Linked DNA regions of Oryctolagus cuniculus: region 1 is linked to region 2. Evidence: chromatin contacts called from public Micro-C data. All regions are on one chromosome and are shown on one strand. The core of a region is the stretch at or near the end of the contact, and the rest is flanking DNA. Distances in the headings are between cores, read along the strand shown. Region 1 overlaps HEBP1 (heme binding protein 1). Region 2 has its middle 19 kb from the start of GPRC5A.

Region 1 (4,061 bases), core at 823-3,322, 61 kb before region 2:
TTGATCTTCCATCCTCTGGTTCACTCCCCAAATGACCGCAACAACCAGGACCAGGCCAGGCCAAAGCCAGGAGCCAGGAACTACATCCAGGTTCCTGTGTGGGTGGTAGGGACCCAGGTACTTGGGCCATCTTCCCAGGTGCATTAGCAGAGGACTGGATTCAAAGTGGAGTAGCCAGGACTTGAATTGGTTCTCATACGGGACGCTGGTACCACAGACAGTGGCTTAACTCGATTCACTGCAACACCAGCTCCAGGGAGGAGTGTATCTACTGAAAAATAAAAGCATTGTGACAGAAGGTATCTGACACAACTGGACACATGGCCAGGCAATGAAGTCCTTGCCCTAGAGGGATTCCAACCCCACCTGGAGAGACATGTGACAATTCTGCTGAGGCGGAATGTCTGGTTCTGTTTGGCAAATATTGATTGAGTGCTTCTAATCAATCTTTAAGCCACCTCCAAAAGCTTTGCCAGTGGAAAGGTTGTATATCTTAAACCTAATCAATCACCATTTCATTTCATTTTCCCCAGTTGTCCCACAAGCCTTTTGCAAACTCATCCTTGCAAGGGGCTTCCGTCACCACATCGGCATGGGTGATGCCCAAGTCAGCACACTGAGGGCTGCCTTTTCTCCAAGCGGCAGCCTCACATTGCCAGCTCCCCAGGAGGCAGCACCAGAGAAGGCTCCACAAGCATCTTCCACATCAGTGTGTCCCAAGCAGAACTCAGATCCTCCCAAACCTGGAGCCTATCTGTGTTCTCTGATTTTCCAGAAGTCCCACTCAGCTCCCACGTGGTTCTGACTTTTTCAACTTCTACACCTAATTCTTGGCCTGGTCCTATCATCTCCCCATTGTCCCTTCCTTCCTGTCAACTCTGCCACAGGTCTTCATCACCACTTACCTAGCAACTGCTGTGACCGACTGGTTGGTTTCCAGTGCTCCCTCCAAATCATTATTTTATCTTCACTAGCCTTAAAGCACAGCACGAATTATGTCACCTCCGCTCTTCTCAGAAACTGAGCCTTCTGCTGGGCATTTGGCACCTCAGTTAAGACACATGCATACGATACCAGAATGGCTGGGTTGGAGTTCTTGCTTTTCTTCCAATCCAGCTTTCTGCTAATGGGCACCCTGGGAGGCAACAGGCTCAAGTACTTGGGTCCCTGCCACTTGTATGGGAGACCAGATTGAGTTCCTGGTTCCTGGCTTCAGCCCAAATTGGCTTTGGCTATTGGGGATATTTGGGGAATGAACCAGTGGTTTGAAGATTTTCCTCTGTCTCTCTTTCAAATAAAATGAAAATAAATAAGTAAAAATGGGTTTTTTCAAAAGGAAAAAAAAGAAACTGATCCTCCCCAGAGGCTGATCAGCCCTGGTTGTGGGCCTCAGGGCTGCCCCAACCTCAGTACACATTGGGTTTGTACCAACACCCAAGATAGCAATGAAGCATTCCATTCCCACAAGGAGGGTGGTGAGTGGACTTTGGGTCCCTGATAGCATACCAGACAGTAAAGCCTACTAAAAATGCCAGGTCTTGGTATTTACTTCCCCCACAACACAGCCCCCTCTGACTGTCCATCTGATCTCAGAGCATCCCACCCACCAGCTCCCACTACCTCTCAACAGGTCCCCTCTCCACCTGCATCCCCTCCAGACCTTTGTTCATCCTTATCCAGCTCCTCTCAACACCATATCCCCTGCCTCCCCCAGTCTCTGCTTGTTGGGAGCTCTGGGAGGCCAGGAATTTTGTCACGTTGTTCATTGCCAGCATCTAGAAAGATGCTTAAAAAACAATGGCTGTGGCTGGGACAGTTCCTACTCTGATATTCCCTTTACCTTGCACACAGCTGCATGCCCAGCCAATTCTCTGCCACCGTGCATTGACCTGTTGAGTGTTAAAGTTTTAGACAAGCCCAGAGGCACTCTATTTCTCTTTCTTCTTCACAGCTTGCCTGCACCAGACACTCCCTAAAAGACAACACATGATTTTTGGCCTCCTTGGACAAGAGCCTCCCTCCTTGGTTAGCCAAGTCTTACTAATGCAGCGTCATCTTCCTCCCACCCTAACTCCTCCAGCCCTTTTCAGTCAGCTCCCTTTGTGTTTCGGGAATCCAGGGCACGCTTATGTTTGATTCCTTTGTTCCCATGGTAACCTGATTCTTCGTTTTGGCACTGGCTGAGATAAAATATAATGCCCTGGAGGAGAGCTTCTTTGAAGAGAGGGAGTTAGAGACTTATTAACAGACTTACAAAAGTAAAGTCTATGCTTTGTGTTTATCTCCTCTCAGGAGCTCAAAGCACTTTATGAGCATTCCTGAACTCACACTCAGACACGCTTTTGAACGGGGAGAGCTGGGGCACTGTGTCATTCTCCCTGTGCGGACAGGAAGCCAGGGCAGGGAGGAGGGAAGCCACCTGTCCAGGATCATGGCTGAGTGCCCCTAGAGCTGGGCTTCCTTCATACTCTGGGGCTGAGTTCCTGGTAGGCATTTTTGCGCAGTTCGGTAATTGGAATTAGCGTGAACTGGGCTAAATGAGCAGAGAGAAGTCGTGGGGTTCTTGTCTTCACTCAAGAATTTAGGCCTGAGACAGAGAGCAAAGTAACAAGGTTTTACTGGGACAGGACATCCGTCAGAATGGAAGGGGCAGAGGTGGAGTGCCGAGGTTACATGGTTAAATGGAGAGAATACCCCTGACAGGCAGGCTGGCGGCCCAGCGGAGAGTGCAGTCTTTGTTTAGACTCCCAGTTTTTAAGGGAGTCTCTTTACGCCCTCCCCTTCTCCAGGACAGAGGGTTTGTTGGGTGTAAATTAGGAAACTCCTTCCCAAGTTTGTTATCAGCCAGAGGGAGTCTTGCTGCACCAGGCCAAGGGGCTTTCCCCTGGGGTGCCTGCCCAGGAGGAAGGATGTTTATCATGCCAGGTAACCCATTTGGTGCTGAGGAGAGAGAACTTGGGGGAAGGGCTGGGATCACCTGGAAGGTTACCAGGGCCTGGGCAGGACTTTGAAGTGCAGTGCAGATGCTGGATTGCTGTGGATATCAATTTCCTCAGGCCCTCTCACACACACATAGGCTAATTTCTAACTTCTACCTAACATTTCCATCGCCCACCCAGCTTTGTTCATTTTCTAGTAAAATCCTTCCATGATGGGCTGGACCTTTAGCTTGGTGATTCAAACTTGCCAAGTCTCACATTAGAATGCCTGGGTTTGATTCTCAGCTCCCACTCCTAACTCCAGCTTCCTGCTAATGCAGACCTTAGGAGGCAGTGGTGATATTCAAGTAGTTAAGTTCCTGCCACTCATATGGGAGACTTGGCTTGAGTTTCCAGCTCTGGGCTTCTGCCTGGCCTAGCCCTAGATTTTGTAACTATTTGGGGAGTGAACCAGAGGATAGGAGCCCTCTTGGATTCTCTCTCTCTCCCAGATTTTTTTAAAGATAAAATGCTCCCTCGATGAAACAACAGGGACATTCTTACCTTAATTGCAAATATTTCAGTCTGCCTGGAAATAAATACAAAGAATGAGGATGACGCAGGAGTTTGGTGCAGTGATTAAGACACCTCTTGTGACACTCACATCCCATATCAAAGTGCATGCGTTTGAGTCTTTGAGTCCCAGCTCTGCTTCCAAGTCAAGCTTCTGCTAATGTGCACCCTGGGAGACAGCAGGTGATGGCTCAAATACTTGGATCCCTGCCACCCACATAGGAGACCTGGATGGAATTCCAGGCTCCTGGCTTCAACCCCAGCCTAGCCCTGGCTAGCATGGGTATTTGAGGAACCAGCTGGTAGAAGATATTTCCCTCTCTCTCTTTCTCTCTCTCTCTCTCTCTCTCTCTCTCCCTCTTTACCTTTCAGATAAAATGAAAATAAATAAAAATTTATGAAAAAAACACAAGCTATTAAAAACTTTAAAAAGAATAGGGGGTTCTCCAGTAGTGAATTGTGACCCTCACCCTGTCGCTCTCTGCTGGGTCTCCTTTTACTTCTCCGATAGGTCCTTCTAGGAGTCCCCTGCTTAGTCCTCTCTCTCCACCCCCCAGTTGGGCATTAGAG
Region 2 (3,751 bases), core at 853-3,352:
TAAATAATTTTTTTTAAAAATTCAACAGGCAAAAAAAATCACTACATGTTTTCCTATTTCAATTTTTTTAGTGAAAGAATGGCCGATCTTCTTGGAGAAAGTAGCAGCTTTTTTTTTTTTTTTTTTTTTTTTTTTTTTTTTTTTTTTTTTTTTTGACAGGCAGAGTGGACAGTGAGAGAGAGAGACAGAGAGAAAGGTCTTCCTTTGCCGTTGGTTCACCCTCCAATGGCCGCCGCGGCCGGCGCGCTGCGGCCGGCGCACCGCGCTGATCCGATGGCAGGAGCCAGGAGCCAGGTGCTTCTCCTGGTCTCCCATGGGGTGCAGGGCCCAAGCACCTGGGCCATCCTCCACTGCACTCCCTGGCCACAGCAGAGGGCTGGCCCTGGAAGAGGGGCAACCGGGACAGAATCCGGCGCCCCGACCGGGACTAGAACCCGGTGTGCCGGCGCCGCTAGGCGGAGGATTAGCCTAGTGAGCCGCGGCGCCGGCCCAGTAGCAGCTTTTATAATCACAGGAAACGGTGCTAGCGCCTACTGCTCAGGGTGTGGCTCCTGGGGCTCAACAGAGGAGGTTTTGGAATGGAGTTGATACAAATCCAGTGAGATTGATAGGTCATTATAGGGAAGAAGAAGGAGAAGCAGCTGGGACCACACAGCTCCGTACATGTGGGTGAACCAAACTCCGCTGAAGTTCATTTTCCTTCCTGTTGAAGATAGTGGTTGAACTTGGTGATTGAGACACATGGCTCAAGTTAGGGGGTTAGAAACACAGTTACTTCCAAAAACGTTCCAAGGACTCCCTCCTCCTGTGCTCTCCCACACACCACAGGGAGTGAGGGATTCTCCAGGGGTGTGGCCCCTGCCCCCTGGTTCCTCCACACAGAGAAGAGAGTGTGGAGTTCTGACTCGAAACTGGTCCCAAGGAAGTTGAAGGATTATCCCATGGGCCGGGGAAAATGAAGACGAACTCTTTGCCTCGTGTCGCGGTTCCTGCTTTGACAACCTACATTCCCAAGAAGCAAAGGACCTATAGTTAACCAGAAAACATCCGTTCTTGTCGCTCCCCCTCTTCGTGGAGGAACGACACCAAACCCTGCCTAGGCTTCATATCCGAGTCACGGCACCATTATGTCGCTCCCCCTCTTCGTGGAGGAGCAACACAGGACCCTGCGCTGTTCTTTCGTCTGCTCGGCCCTCCCCGGGTTTGCTGCTGGTTCTTCCTGGGTTGGCTACTATCCCTTCCACCTCCGTGGAAGGGCAGTTCCCCCTGGCCACATTCCCCACTTCCGCAGGGGAGCGGCACACCGCCGGCCGGCTCGTCTCGGGGGCTGCACAGGTGCTCCTTCAGCTAGATGTTCCCCTTAGATGTTCCTGGTGCATGCCGTCTCTCTCCTCCTTTATAGTCCTCCTCCGCCAATCCTAACTCGGCTGCCCACACGCCGAGTACGCTGCTCTCCAATCAGGAGCAAGTCCTACAGTTTATTGATTGAACTGGAGGCAGCTGTGCAGAAGCTGTTTTCTTCTCTCCCAGCGCCATATTGTGGGAGAGCAGATGCATAGAATAAGTCTTAATTCCAGTAACTTAGTCCAGTCCGGATTGCTCCCCACAGTTCTCACCCACTCCCTCTCCCCATGGCTTACGTAGAGGAGAGAAGACGACCAGAGGAGAAATCAAGGGAAGAAAAGGCAAATGGGCAAAGGAAAACAAGAGGAATGCTTAAAATATATGTCATTTCATTTCATTTCATCTGATTTTTTTTTACTCAATACTCCCTTGGGGAAAGGGTCTAGAACTGACCACATATCTACAGCAGAAAGAGCAGAGACCCAGAAATCTGGTCCTGGTGGTTTTAACTCCACCAGCCCTGAGTTTCCTCTTCTCCAAAAGGAGGGCCCAAACTCTCAAATCTTAGGTTCTGGAGTGTTCCAGAAAGATCAGGAAGGTTCTAGAAATCTGAAGGTTGCGGCACTCAGGGTCAAGCACCCACACATTTGCCACAAGGATGCATCTGTGCCCTTAGAAACTCCTAGAGCCAAGAAGGGCAAAGCTTTGGTCTGCCTGAACAGAAGGAATTCCAGAAAACAACCACAAGGCCAGGCCACAGAACTTCTAAGGGTAGCAGTCTACAAACCAAGGAGTCTCAGCGCTCCACACTTGAGAAAAAATTTTTTCTGCTGCTGTCGCCTCCCAGTCTGAAGTAATCCCATGTTTCACATGGGGCTGGGTGGTGAGTAAACCTGCAAACAACGGTAGCAACAGAAGGAGGCGGGCAAGGAAAGGAAAGACCAGCTGGGTACCGGTCAGCTCCTGGCAAAAAGTTCACATCTGGAAATAAAGGAAGGAAACTCAGGACGCACGGGGCGGGGGCGGGTGTGCAGCGGAATGGGGCTGACGCTTGCATGTCCAGGGTCAGCCTGAGCTCTCCGTTTTGGCACACTTTTTCAAACATGAAGCCAAGGTTCTCACCCTGTAAATATGACTTCACATTAATAACAGCAGCCTATGAGATGATTATCTGTAAAGACGCCAGACTGCATGCAAATAGGCCGGATACGCCTCGCAGAGTTTCACGAAAAGAAGACAAAGGGCAAAGAAATTCTGCCAAAGGACTGAGCACAAACACGCAAGGAAAGCCTTTTAAACGCCCCCCACCCCCACCCCTTGGCCTTTAGCTGCAGCTGGCTTCACAGAAAAGCAACTTTGCAGGTCTGTGGCTGACAGGGCTGAGTCCCTGAGGGCTCAAACCTGGGGTTTTACCGCCATCCAGTGGAAGCAGAGGGTATGGCAGCACTGCCCGGTGAATCAGAGGCACAGGTTCTTTCTCTTCTGACAATGAAAAATGACAAAGATCGTCAAGCTTTATTTCATTATCCCCACTTAGTTCCAAGGAGACAGCACTTTGTTTCCCTGCTATCAATCACCTGGCGTCCCCCAGGCACCAGGCGGGGCTACGCTTTCAGCACGATCTAATGCAGCCCAGCTGGAGATGGGGGCGCCAGGAAGAGCTTTGGACTCCTCTTCTCCAAGGCGAAGAGCCCCTGAAACATCGTCTCAATAACAGAGGAGTTTAGACATGTGCAGAAGACGTGAGACCTGGAGATGAGCTGACAGCCAAGGGCGGTGACAAGTGCTTCTGGAGAATTCACTGAGGCCACAGCCCACTTGCTCAGTCTCACTGACCACTTTTTTTCTTAGAAAGAAAATACGTTCCCAGGGATGGCTGCCATTCCCAGATCCTATTAAGTTTGGGGATTTAAAAAAAAATTTTTTTTTATTTATTAGAGAGGTAGACAAAGATCTCCCATCCACTAGTTAACTCCCCCAAATGCCCACAACAGCCATGGCTGGGCTGTAAAGGCAGGAGCTGGGAAATCAATCCAGGTCTCCCGGGTAGGTTTCAGGGACCCAACGATTTGAGCCATCACCTGCTCCCTTCCAGAATGCTCCTTATCAAGGAACTGGAAGTGGGGGCAGAGCCAGGACTCAAACCAAGCACTCTGATATGCACACAGGCATCCCAAGCAGCATCTAACCACTGGACCAAAGGCCCACCCTGCTCTCCAGTTTTGTAGAGGGGCAGCCATGTGGATACAAAGGTCAGGCAGACTTTCCTGCCTGTTAAGAAGACCCTGTGGCCGGTGTTGTGGACAGTGGGTTAAGCCGCTCCCATGGTGCCGGCATCCCGTATCGGAGCACAGGTTTAGTCTGACCTTGCTGTTTCCGATCCAGCTTCCTGCTCACATACCTGGGA

What was found. Hi-C and Micro-C count contacts between places; a contact is called where the count stands out from the background.
Region 1: a contact with region 2 is called in a Micro-C map of ear pinna, with 6 times the contacts expected there. The contact joins two enhancer-like sites. A contact is called at or near these places in 5 of 6 Hi-C or Micro-C datasets (ear pinna, embryonic fibroblasts, psoas muscle and 2 more).

The regions. Positions count from the first base shown.
Region 1 is chr9:110,602,667-110,606,727 of mOryCun1.1, reverse strand. All of the region lies in intron 3 of HEBP1 (heme binding protein 1), which reads left to right. LOC127492066 (a long non-coding RNA gene) reads right to left here. Exons shown (of 4, transcript XR_011378999.1): 4 at 3,353-3,507. Among named protein-coding and RNA genes, the nearest start is that of HEBP1, 21 kb to the left of the region's middle. Within about 2 kb of position 2,072, at least 6 of the 8 cell types and tissues checked have an H3K27ac peak or open chromatin away from gene starts, as enhancers often do. A contact at or near this core is called in ear pinna, where this site is marked.
Region 2 is chr9:110,541,737-110,545,487 of mOryCun1.1, reverse strand. No RefSeq gene overlaps it. Among named protein-coding and RNA genes, the nearest start is that of GPRC5A, 19 kb to the right of the region's middle. Within about 2 kb of position 2,102, at least 4 of the 8 cell types and tissues checked have an H3K27ac peak or open chromatin away from gene starts, as enhancers often do. A contact at or near this core is called in ear pinna, where this site is marked.